Regions from separate parts of the Mus musculus genome. Here region 2 is linked to region 1. The links are chromatin contacts, called in public Hi-C maps. All regions are on one chromosome and are shown on one strand. The core of a region is the stretch at or near the end of the contact, and the rest is flanking DNA. Distances in the headings are between cores, read along the strand shown. Region 1 has its middle 8.0 kb from the start of Btbd10. Region 2 overlaps Spon1 (spondin 1, (f-spondin) extracellular matrix protein).

The links. A called contact is a pair of places that touch in the nucleus more often than the background predicts.
Region 2: a Hi-C map of the N1E-115 cell line shows a contact between it and region 1, with 9 times the contacts expected there. The contact joins two enhancer-like sites. A contact is called at or near these places in 2 of 39 promoter capture datasets (embryonic stem cells and hippocampal neurons), 1 of 484 Hi-C or Micro-C datasets (the N1E-115 cell line), 1 of 115 datasets of contacts at active chromatin or transcription factors (T-cell acute lymphoblastic leukemia) and 1 of 9 other capture datasets (liver).

Annotation. Positions count from the first base shown.
Region 1 is chr7:113,374,461-113,380,218 of GRCm38.p6, forward strand. No RefSeq gene overlaps it. Among named protein-coding and RNA genes, the nearest start is that of Btbd10, 8.0 kb to the left of the region's middle. Within about 2 kb of position 3,996, at least 158 of the 459 cell types and tissues checked have an H3K27ac peak or open chromatin away from gene starts, as enhancers often do. A contact at or near this core is called in the N1E-115 cell line, where this site is marked.
Region 2 is chr7:113,877,643-113,883,675 of GRCm38.p6, forward strand. Spon1 (spondin 1, (f-spondin) extracellular matrix protein) reads left to right here. Exons shown (of 16, transcript NM_145584.2): 4 at 1,535-1,608. Among named protein-coding and RNA genes, the nearest start is that of Spon1, 110 kb to the left of the region's middle. Within about 2 kb of position 1,444, at least 8 of the 459 cell types and tissues checked have an H3K27ac peak or open chromatin away from gene starts, as enhancers often do. A contact at or near this core is called in the N1E-115 cell line, where this site is marked.

The sequences.
Region 1 (5,758 bases), core at 2,746-5,245:
AGCTGCCCGCTTGGACAGTACCTTCCTGCAGCAGGCTGGGTGTAAATGGGTCTGAGAGGAAAGCAGTGGTGTGCTCATCTTTGCTTCTTGTTGGTGTACCTATGGTGTACTTCTGTTACTGCTGCCATCCTTAATTGGCACAGGAAATTTTCAACCCTCTAACATGGATGGAAGGCCTGCAGCTCTCCAAGAATCCTATACAGCATCAGCATCATGTTGGTATTGCAGAGGCATCCAGCCTGCGATCCTGAGCAGCTAACCAGGTTTTCAGTCTTCCAGTACCCTGATAGCCATTTCTAGACTTCTTTAATGCTAAAGGGTTGTAGAATTTCCCCACAGGCACCTGCCAAGTTAAAGCGAACCGAGCTTCAATGCATGCCACTAAGGGCCTAGCTTTTAGAATTTTTGGAGGGAGCCTCACCAAGTTCCCTGTAAAAGAGATAAAAGCAGGTTTAGTTACTGTAGCAGCCCCAGTATGAACTGCCTAGTACTTATCACATAAAACAATCTAATAAATTCCTTTTCTTAATATTTATAATCAGCAGTTCAGAGAGTTGTAAAATATCTTCCATTCTCCTGTAGTAATTGTCTCTGAGGTCTACTGCCTCAGTCTGCTAACCTAGGCCTAGTCCTGGAAGTTTCTAGCCTCCATACAATCTTAACTAGGTCTAGAATGCTTTCAGTATCTGAAACTTAGTGCTGAATAAGTTTACCATTTCTTTCTTTCTTTTCTTTTTTTTTCTTTTCTTTTTTTTTTAAGTTTACCATTTCTTATTCTTTCTGGTCTCTAGCTGGTTCAACTCAGCCATTCTGGCTCAAACTCCTATTCAAGCTGACTCAGTCGGGCCTCAATTCTCTCTCTCCCTCTCCCTCTCCCTCTCCCTCTCCCTCTCCCTCTCCCTCTCCCTCTCCCTCTCCCTCTCCCTCTCTCCCTCTCTCCCTCTCTTCCTCTCCCTCTCTCCCTCTCTCCCTCTCTCCCTCTCTTCCTCTCTCCCTCTCTCCCTCTCCCTCTCCCTCTCCCTCTCCCTCTCCCACCCTCTTGAGTTACTCTGCTTTGCTTCATATTAACTTTGGCAATCTGTTCTAATCTTCTGGCTCCTTCTCATTCTCTGGCTTGTTCTGTCTTCATTTATGTCTATCTTGTTCCCTTTGTAACCTGTCTCAGTACAACTGTCCAGGTCAAACTGCCTTTTTCCTTTCTCTCTTCTCTGCCTGCATTGCTCTCTTAAGTAAGCACTTTTTCCTCTCTTCTCATGAGAATTGGACATATCTGTAGTGGCCATTCCTGGTTGTCAACTTGACTATATTTGGAATGAACTACAATCCAGAATTGGAAGGCTCACCAGTGACCCTTATCTGGAGGCTTAGAAATAGAAGTTTCTGATCTGGATCTTGGTATAGAGATCTTGAGCCATAGTGGCTATGGATTCCAGAAGATTAAATCTCCGAGTGAATTTAAGGTCATCTAGGATTAAAGGTGTGGTAGAACACACCTTTAATCTGGGCTACACCTTCTGCTGGAGACAATATAAGGACATTGGAAGAAGGGAGTCTTGCTCTTGCTCCTTTGCCTGCTTGCTGTGTGAGACTGAGTAACTGCTAGATCCTTGGACTTCCATTCACAGCTACTACTGAACCATTGTTGAGAATTGGGCTGCAAACTGTAAGTCATCAATAAATTCCTTTTTTATATAGAGACTATCCATAAGTTCTGTGACTCTAGAAAACCCTGACTAAAACAATATCCTATTCTGTCAAATTTTTCTCTGATTCATCACTTTGTCTGCCATTCTCAAACATGGGTACTTCCTTTTATAAACTAACTTCACCTTCATTGTCTAGGATTAAAGGTATGTGCTAAGGGCTCAGCTACACCACAACTAGGAACAACTTTTTTCAATAGGTAACAATCTTAGGCTGGAGAGATGGCTCAGTGGTTAAGAGCACTGGCTCTGAGTTCAGTTACCAGCAACCATATGGTAGCTCACAAACCATCTATAAAAGGGGTTTGATGCCCTCTTCTAGTGTCTCTGAAGACAGCTACAGTGTACTTATAAATAAAATAAATCCTTTTTAAAAAAATAACAATCTCAGAGTTCACAGTGTGATGGAATATCCTGCAACAGAGAGTGGTCCTTGACCTTTGAAGAAACTGTTAGGTATATTTTTATTTACATCAAATAAAGCAGTTTTTTAAAAGGCCTGCCCAATAAGCGGGAAATCACACCTGGTACTGGAAACCTAGCCAACTATCTGGGGCAAGTGTGGTCATGGGTCTTGGGGAGAACATATAACTCCCATTTTATTAAGTCGGCATAATTTTACCGTACATTCTAAATATTTATTCTTATACTCATAGAGAAGTGTGGATCTCATCTCTCCTCAAAGAAACATCTCTTTTGGACAGATGGAGATCATTACAGAAAACCACAACCAAACTGCAGAGAATAAGTGACTATATTATTGTCCATCCTCAATGGGTAGATTACAACACAATTGCAGATACATCTACAACATCTCACTCTGTAGACCAAACTGGCCTTGAAACCACAGAAATCTGCCTGGTTTTGCCTCTCAAGTGCTTGGACTGAAGGTGTGTCTCACCGAGCCCAGCTAGAAAAACTTTTTTTTTTTTTTTCAAAAAGGAACATAAGGAAAGGAAAGAGCACAAGATAAAAAACATACTTTAACAATGAAAAGAAAACATGATTAAAATTAAGGACAAAAAATAATTCTTTACAGGTTTAAAATAGCCACCCAAAGAGTACAGGTTATTGCCGTTGTTCTTGGTTACCCACTGGGACTTGATGGTAAGACCCTGTTGTTGAAGACACCACATAGTTTGCTCGTAGAACTTCGAAAAACCAAATTGATACAGATCTGGAAGCATCATCCTTGCTGGCTAGCTTCCACAGTGCTGGAATGTGTTTTGCAGGTTCCTAGGAGAGAAAAAAGTTAACAGTCTTATTCAGCCATGATTCCTCCAAGCTCCAATAATCTGTGGCCTGACAAGACATGCCCTTTGGTTCAATAATGACATGAATGTTACAGGGTAACCAAAAACTTCCTAATTGGATTTAAGTCCCACTACACAGGAAAGAACTCTTGTGTACTAAATCTGGCCAAGAACTTGTGGTTAGAGAGGGCATAGGCCCTACTCCCACAATTTTATTAAAGGGACACAGTGTCAAACTGCCCTCTAAATACTTGTACCCACAATGCAGCTCTCTCTCATCAGAGAAGCTCCTCTGTGCAGTGGTGGTTATATAGAAATTACAACAAGCCAAACTGCAGAGAATAATTGACTGTGCTGTGCTCGGCCCTGAACAGGACATTTGTATCTCATCTTCACACTTCAAAAGGCCAGGGAACCTTGCAGAAGAGGGAGGGAGAAAGGTTGGAAAAGCCAGAGGCATGGGAAGATTGTTGCAAAATGTCTTCTGAACATGACTATTCCACTCATGGATTCATAGAACCCGTGGTTGCCAGCATAGAAAATGGTACAAGAGTGAGTCAGTCAGTGCGCCAGCGTAAAGAGGGAGGAGACTCATGAGACTCCACCCCAACCCTAGATGAGGCGTGGTTGGCATTTGATGCTTCTAGAAAAGGGAGTCCCTTTTCAGTGGCATAGCCCACAGTCGTTTACCCATCCACCAGTAGATGGCACCCTCTATCCATGTGCATACCAGTAGCACTAATTAAACTTGCTGGAATAAAAGAGGAAGAGGTGGTCATGACATTGGAAAAGGGTGGGGCATGTCCCCAGAATAGTTAGGGGGAGGAAGAGGGATGAGAATGACCTAAATTCATGTGTGAAATTACAAAATAAATAAATAAATAAATATTTTATAAAATATAGCAAAAAGTCAAAAGATGAGAAAAAGAAACTAAAAAACAATGAATTGGAGAAGCCTCTGTGTGGGTCTCTTGGAATCTGCAAGGCGGAGTCCCTTGTGTTTCCTAAACCTGGCACTGTACCAGCAGAGTGCTGGGCTGGCCTCATGATTGCTTTGATACTACATTCATCTTAGAAACTTCCCTTTTTATGTGCCCCAGAAGCAAATGCTGACCACACTGAGCTTTGCAACCCGTGGAAGAGGTTTTCACTTGCATCAGAGAATTATTGATTTGTGTATGAAGGGGTGTCTATGTGTAAGCCAAGTGCTATCTCCTACATGTCTCAGAGAGCAGGTGAAGTAGAGATCTGAGCTCTTTTCTGGAGGGAAGAACAGAGAGAGAAGCTAGCACTCAAGTTTAGTAGTTTCAGATTATGCCTAGCAGTCAAACACCTCGTGGGTGGGTGGAGGCTGCAGAAATCAAGTGATCCAGTGTGCTTGGGTTCAGAGCCTTCAATGAGCAGTTTGCTGACCACAGACTTAAGCTTACAATTCTCTATTGTTATCCTCATATTACCAAGTTTGCTCCTTGGTTCAAAGAGTAGAAACATTGTGCTTTCACAGCCCAAATTCCCTTCTGTCTAAATTTCTTAGTATGTCCTCATCTGCCATGCTCTTCTCCATGACTGTCTCTTGTGGCCCTCTCCCACCCAAACACTGGTAGGATGACTCTGGAAGTTCCTCTCATGATTTTTTTTTTTTTCGAGACAGTGTTTCTCTGTATAGCCCCAGCTGTCCTGGAACTCACTTTGTAGACCAAGCTGGCTTCGAACTCAGAAATCTGCCTGCCTCTGCCTCCCAAGTGCTGGGATTAAAGGCATGCGCCACCACGCCCGGCATGACTTGTTTTTCTTAACAGTCAGAGATTCACACAGAGGCAGCTTCTAATCTACCACCATACTCTGGAAATCCTAATGCCTTGCTTCATAAGCATCCTGAGATCAAGATAATGGGTCATAACTGGAGTGTAATTCAGTATTTAGAGAGCATAATTAGCATGTTTGTGGCCCCAAGACACAGCAGTCAGTCAAGAAGCAAAAGGATGCCACAAGTGGAAAAAGGTGGCTTCCAAGTGCCTAACAGAATTTGTCCTTCAAGGGTCCACCCAAGCAGCCTCTAGTACAAGAGGGATCCAGCCTTCTCCAAAGAAGGAAGGCTGAAGCTAAGTTCGCAGAATGCAGGATTCCCTCCTGGGGATAGAGAGGGGGGTGGGGGCTAAGATACAGACAGGGTCACTATGCTGATGGAGAACATCTACCAGTGTGTGGTCCCCATTCTAGCCTGAAACTTATTCTTAGAGCAACTTATTATTCAAAATAACTCATATATATAGCTATGTTATATTGGATACTAACAAGCAAAAAAAAAATGACAAACAAAAACTTTAAAATGGAAAATATGGAGGCTTAGCAATGGTGAGTGGTGAGGAAGGGAATATGGGAAATACAGACTGTGAGTTACAAAGACAGATATTTGAAAAAAAATTAGATGTTGTAGTTTTTTAAATTCACAGATACATGGCTAACTAGGAAAAAAAAACAAGAGAGTAATGATAAACATTAAGAATATGGTAAAAAAAAAAAAAAAAAAGAAGTCAAAGATCCTACATGGAAATTCTAAAATACCGACAGCATGCTATTATATAATCTCAAGGGTGGAAAGTGGATGTTCATTTTATATTTTCTTTATTTAAAAAAAGTGGGGCTGGAAAGATAATTTAGCAGTTAAGAGCACGTGCTGCTCTTCCAGAGGACCTGAGTTCTGACCCGAGCGCCCACATCAGGCAGCTCACAACTGCTTATCACTCTAACTCTAGTCTTATATACACCCTTACACACAAATGAAGTCTTTTAAACAAGCCA
Region 2 (6,033 bases), core at 194-2,693, 500 kb after region 1:
TTTGGGAATGAGCCGAGTAGCCCTCATCCCTATTGTTCATAATGGCCCCGGGTACCCTCCTCAGTGCCAGCCACTAAACATGCCCTCTGGCAATCAATTTGTTGAAAATGTGCCCGTAAATACTACAAGAAGACAAAAGGAAGGAGCCTTCCACTGAACCAGAACTGTGATTCTTAGACTGTTCCTAGGAGGTCTATGCTCCTGCAAGGGTCCCTCAGGCCCAGGGTGAGAGAGGCACCCTGACAAGTAAGAACAAGAGGCTTTGCTACTTGGTTTTGAGGTAGGGATGGCTATTACTCTTTTGGTCTGAGGGAACTTTCCCACTTAATGGTCCAGAGAATAGATAAAATGATCAAAGTCGTTTTGTGTAGACAGGAAGCATATTTCATTTACTTATTTCAACATCTTGTCTCTCTTGGGTGGGGAAAGACTGTAAAAGACATCTGTAAAGCTGGCCTGAGTTGTACTCTTTTGTGCAAGACTGGATGTAGCATAGACATTTCTTTGGAAAGTCATCTTGGCCTTTGCCCAGACCATTGGGGAAATTGTCTCTACTCAGCACAGATCCCCACAGAGAACGTGGGCCAGTTCCTAGGTCTGGAATCATGGCCGTCAGACCGTTGTTCAGTGCGGTCAGCTCTAATGGAGTCAGGGATGCCTTTATCTGTTAAATAGGGTGAATCGAAGTGAAAATTACCTTTTGATTGAGTAGCATTGCTGAAGAAAATCAATAGAAATGGCTCGAGATTTATCGGCACCAGCTCAATTTTAAGTGTTGTAGACTCTTAAATTGCTGGAACACTGGGTTTCAGGATCCATCCTTCTCCAGGCCAATGGAAAATAAACAGAGAATGAGTTAAGGGAGAAACTGCATTTCTGTTCTGTCACAAAGGAAAGAGGAAATATGTGCTGACCAAAGCTAAGTCATTTGCAACCTCAAACTATGCTTTCTAAATTCTAAGAGCCCACGTTTGACGTGTTCAAGGGAGAAAGACCGCAGCTGACGCGGTCTTTGTTCAGAGTGTAGGAGACGGTTTTGTCTAGACTTTCAGGAATGATATAGAATGACATTTTTAGAACAAATAAAAAAAATAGTTTTAGATTCCTCTTTTCCCTTCAGGAGAAGGATTTGACATGCTTCTGAAATCTGAATGTGGTGGGTCTATAAACAGCCTCCATCATTTACTAGGAAGAGGATGGGAAAATGAGCCATTGAGAAAAGATGCTGAAAATGTCCTTGGTTTACTTTCTTACTTTAATAGCAGTGCCATCAATAGTAATCCAGCACCTAATGGGGAGGGAATGGTTTATAGGCACGTGCTAGGCTGCTGACATACATTGCCTGGCAGTTCTCAGGGTGACATCATGGGGCAGGTATTGCTTGTCTGCTTATGAATGAAGAGACAGAAGCACACAGAGCTTGGGAAACAGCACACAGAGCCACCGAACATGGGCTTCTAAGCAAGGATTGTGTTTGACTGTCCCTCTAAACCTGCCCATCTCACCACTGTGTTGATGTCTTCTTTCCCCACAGGGCCAGCATTGTACAGAAACGCATAATTTATTTTCAAGACGAGGGCTCCCTGACCAAGAAGCTGTGTGAACAGGGTAAGAACATGCAGACGGGGGAGGGAGAGGTGAGGGAGGGCTCTTTCAGGTTAAGCTGGCTGCAGAAATTCAGGCAACAGGGCTTTCTGAATTCCCCTGGGCCCTGCCTCCTCACGTAGCTCTGATTTTTAATCTGGCTGTGTGCTATGGATAATTGGATCCGCCTTAAGCTCTAATTACTCGGCTTGATTCCCTGGGTAGGAGATAATGTACCTTATATTGGTGCTGTCTTCTTATTTTTGTGAAACAGTGATTATTCTGAAGAGGTTCCTTGGAATAATTCACAGGACTTAATTAAGGAATGCACAGTTGTGTACCTTTAAAAAGCCTATGGTGGCTCTCTGGAATAACCACCCTCAGAACTTGCATGGCACCTGAATAATATGGAGCTTTTCTCCCAAAAAAAGACCAGTAGCAGACAGGAGTGTCATGGGTTGGAGGGTAGGGGGACACTAACCTTGTGATTTTACCACTTCCAAGTCTGGTCCTCAGACTGCAAGTTCATAAACACCCTTTACTTAGAGTGAAATATTCTAATAGATGTCCTTTTTCTGGTGCTAGGGATCATATCTGGTGCCTTGTGCATGCTAACTAAGCACTTTAGCTCTGAGCTACCCCTGAGCCTGGGATTGGAGCATCCTAATAAAGTAGACCGTGTGTTTACAGATGGGGCCTGGGCTCAGATTATGCCTAGCTTAGATCTGCTTCTGTTGTGCAGCCTGCCCTTCCACCCCCACACCATGTGATTTAATAACGTACAATAAGCCAAGGAAATGGCTCCGTGAGTAAAGTTCTTACCATGCAACTTTGAGGGCTTGAGTTCAGAGCCCCAGACTTCACATAAAGCTGGACATGGTGCTTCAGCCCTGCAATCCCATCATTCATCTGTAACATATGAGATGGAAGCAGAGGTGGCAATTCCTGGGTGCTCCCAGCGCAGCTAGCCTGACATCTACAGGTTGAAAACAACAAGAGAACCTGTTCCCAACAAGATCAAATGTAAGGACTGACACCTGAGATTGTCCTCTGAGCCCCATAGAAGTGCAAAGGCATACTTGCATTCACAGACTCCAACCCAGACAAGCACACACATCATACACGCAAGATTGAATGTGGATGCATGTGTGTGTGTGTGTGTGTGTGTGTGTGTGTGTGTGTGTGTTTGTATGTGTGTGTGTGTGTACGTGCATGGTAGCTATTGCTGTCTATGTTCAAATGCTTGTTCATTAATTTGTTGTGAAAAAATAAGACTTTAAACATCGGAACTGGTTTAGAAGTTATTAGGTAACCCAATGAAAATGGAAAATGCTCTATAATTATACAGCTTAGCTATCTCATTTCTATTCATTTTTGCAGAATTTTTATTTGCCTTTCCAGCAATTAGCCTTTTCAGAAGGAATAATCCTCTCCAACTATAGCAAACCATAAACTACTAAGAAAGGTTGGAGAGAGGTCTACTGGGGAAATAATAATTGCTAATAATTTTGAGTGTTTGCTATATGACAGGCACTATTCTAAACACCTTCTATTGCTTAATTATGCAATCTATACTGTAGCCCTGTATGCTAAAGCCTATTGGATCAGCCATAGTGCAGATGAAAAGCCTGAGGTAGAGAGAGTTCAAATAGCTATTTACAGTCAGCAGCGGAGGGTAGGGATTGACACTAGGAGTCCATGCTTTGAGCCACTGCTCCCTGTCAATGCTGAATCCTCTATGGCCAGTACTTTGCAGCCCTGTCTATGTCAGAGCCATGCACTGTCTTCTTGTAAAAAGGCTAGAGTCAAATGTTAAGTAGAGTTTTATGGAGATAGTCGGATGCTTGGCATCAGGGTGGGAGTTCTGGACTCTCTGGCCAAGACCCTTTCTAACTTCTTGGTGTGCATCTCTACGCATGGGATGAGGTCTTCTCTCTAAGCCATTTAGCAGATAAATGGTTCTGTTAGCTTTTTTCCAAACAAGGAACATCTCACTCTTTAGGCTCTTATTTCTTTTTAAAAATAAATAAATAAATAAATAAATAACCACACTGTTGCTCTCTTTAGACACATCAGAAGAGGGCGTCACATCCCATTATAGATGGTTGTGAGCCACCATGTGGTTGCTGGGAATTGAACTGAGGACCTCTGGAAGAGTAGTCAGTGCTCTTAACCTCTAAGCCATCTCTCCAGCCCCTAGGCTCTTGTTTCTTAAATAACAATCTCATCCCTTACCCTCTTTCTTTCTTATACTCGGTTCCCATGAGCTGGACTCAAGGTTGTTCTGACTCACACATAGGTTACATCTTAATCTTCCCCTGTAGGTATCTAGGCTCATCATTCACTGAGGTGTGGTTCTATTAGGTGGACTGGCAGAAGCCAGGCTTATTTCCAGAATCTGAAAGTTCTTAGGAGACACTTCACAGACAGCCCCAGCCCCATGGCTGACAAGAATCTTTGGCGCCTTAGTGCTGATCTTAGGAAGCCTTGTCTAAGCTGTGTATGTGCTAACCTCCAGGGGGCACAGCAATAATGAAATAGTATGATGTGTCTCTAGTTGCTTCTCTCAGGCTGAACTCTTAGGAAAATGGGTGATCACACAATCTATACAAAGACTCCTTCCAACTTGATGGACTGAAAAGGCCCAGCAAGTCCTCATTCGTCTGTGTGCTTATAGATGATCCCTGGAATCAGCAGACCCATGAGAAAATTAACATCAAAATGATCACATTAAGAAAACCATTTAAACCTAAGCAGAGCAGAGGGATTTTTTTAATGTATTTAATCACTTAGCAAACGCCAGCTTTTCATCAAAATCTCTATGTGCCTTGCTTTCTTGTTGAATCAAATCAAATCTGTTAAGAAAAGAAATAGTGGAACTTGGAACTATCATTTATTGCCCCAATTATGACCATTCCTCCATAGGTGATGAAATATAGCCACAAGAATAAAAAGCAGTGAGCAATAATGTGTGTGTGTGTGTGCGTGTGCGAGTGTGGGTGTGCACATCTGTATGTGTAAATATGAACATTGTTCCATGTACTTATAAGATCAAAAGAAACCTTGGATGTCAGTCTTTACCTTCAACCTTGTTTGAAATGGGTTCTCTTTGGTTTTTGTTTGTTTGTTTGGTTGGTTGGTTTTGTTTTGTTTTGTTTTAACTGTGTATGCCAGGCTATGTAGCCTAGGAGCTCCTAGGAAATTCTCTTGTCTTCACTTCCCATCTCTGTTTAGATGTGCAATGACAAGTTTGTGCTATATGCCTGACTATTTTACCTGGGTCCCAGAGATTCAAACTCTGGTCCCCAAGCTTGCATGGTAAGCACCTTTACCCCCTGATCCATCTCTCCAGCCTCTGATTTTTAAAAGCAACATAAATATGAAATCACTTGCAATTAAAAAAATAGAGAAATATCACTTATTCCAAAAGGTGATCTGTGACAGGTAAAAGGTCACACACTTAGACACCGTGTCACAACCAGAAGGGAAATGGCAGAGGAGGATGGGAGGAGGGAAAATCAGAGAAGAGAGGAGAATATAAGCAGAAGATGGAAAATGAGAAGAAAGTGAGAGAGGAAGAAGAGAGCTGAGGAGCTGGCTTGGCCAGGAAAGCCCTTGTCTTGTGAGCATGGGAACCCAAGTACAACCTGAAGCCCCAGAGGACACACAAAGGCTGGCTGTGATGGACTGCACTTGTGAGCCCAGCAGTGGAGAGGTGAAGGCAGATGGGTCATGAAGCTCACCTCTCAGCCAGCCTGCCCAGCCTGTTTGGCAAGTTACAGGCTAGTTAGAGACCATGTCTCAGAAACAAGATATAGTGGGGCTAGAGAGATGGCTCAGGACTTAAGAACATAGACTGCTCTTGCAGAGGACCCAAGTCCAGTTCCCAGCACCTATGTGGGCATCCCAGAACCACCTGTTACCCCAGTTAACAGGATCTACCACCCTCTTCTCACCACCATGGGCACATGCACTCACATGCAAATCCCACATTATGGACACACACATATATGCAGAATTTTAACTTTTAAATTTTTTTAAAGTTAAAAAACAAGATGGATGGCCACTGAGAAATGAGAGCTAAGATTGTCCTCTGGCCTCCACACATGGGAGCACACTTCTTCACTGGCACCTACACACATGCACACACACACACACACATGCTTGAACATGTGTGAACACACACATGTATACATAAAAAGAGAGAAGGAAAATGGGGATGAGGAGGGAGAGGAGACCTGAGAATCTCAGGAGGAAATTTCAAAAGCCAACAAATTCAAGATAGAAATGAGGAGAAAGATGCGTTGTAATAGGACCCGTTTGGGAAGGTGAGGCAAAAGGATTGTGAGTTCAAGACTAGCCTGGGCTATACAGTGAAACTCAGTTTTAAAAAAGAAAACTGGTACTGGGTGTGCTCAGTGATACAGCAGTGGCCTAAAACATACAAGG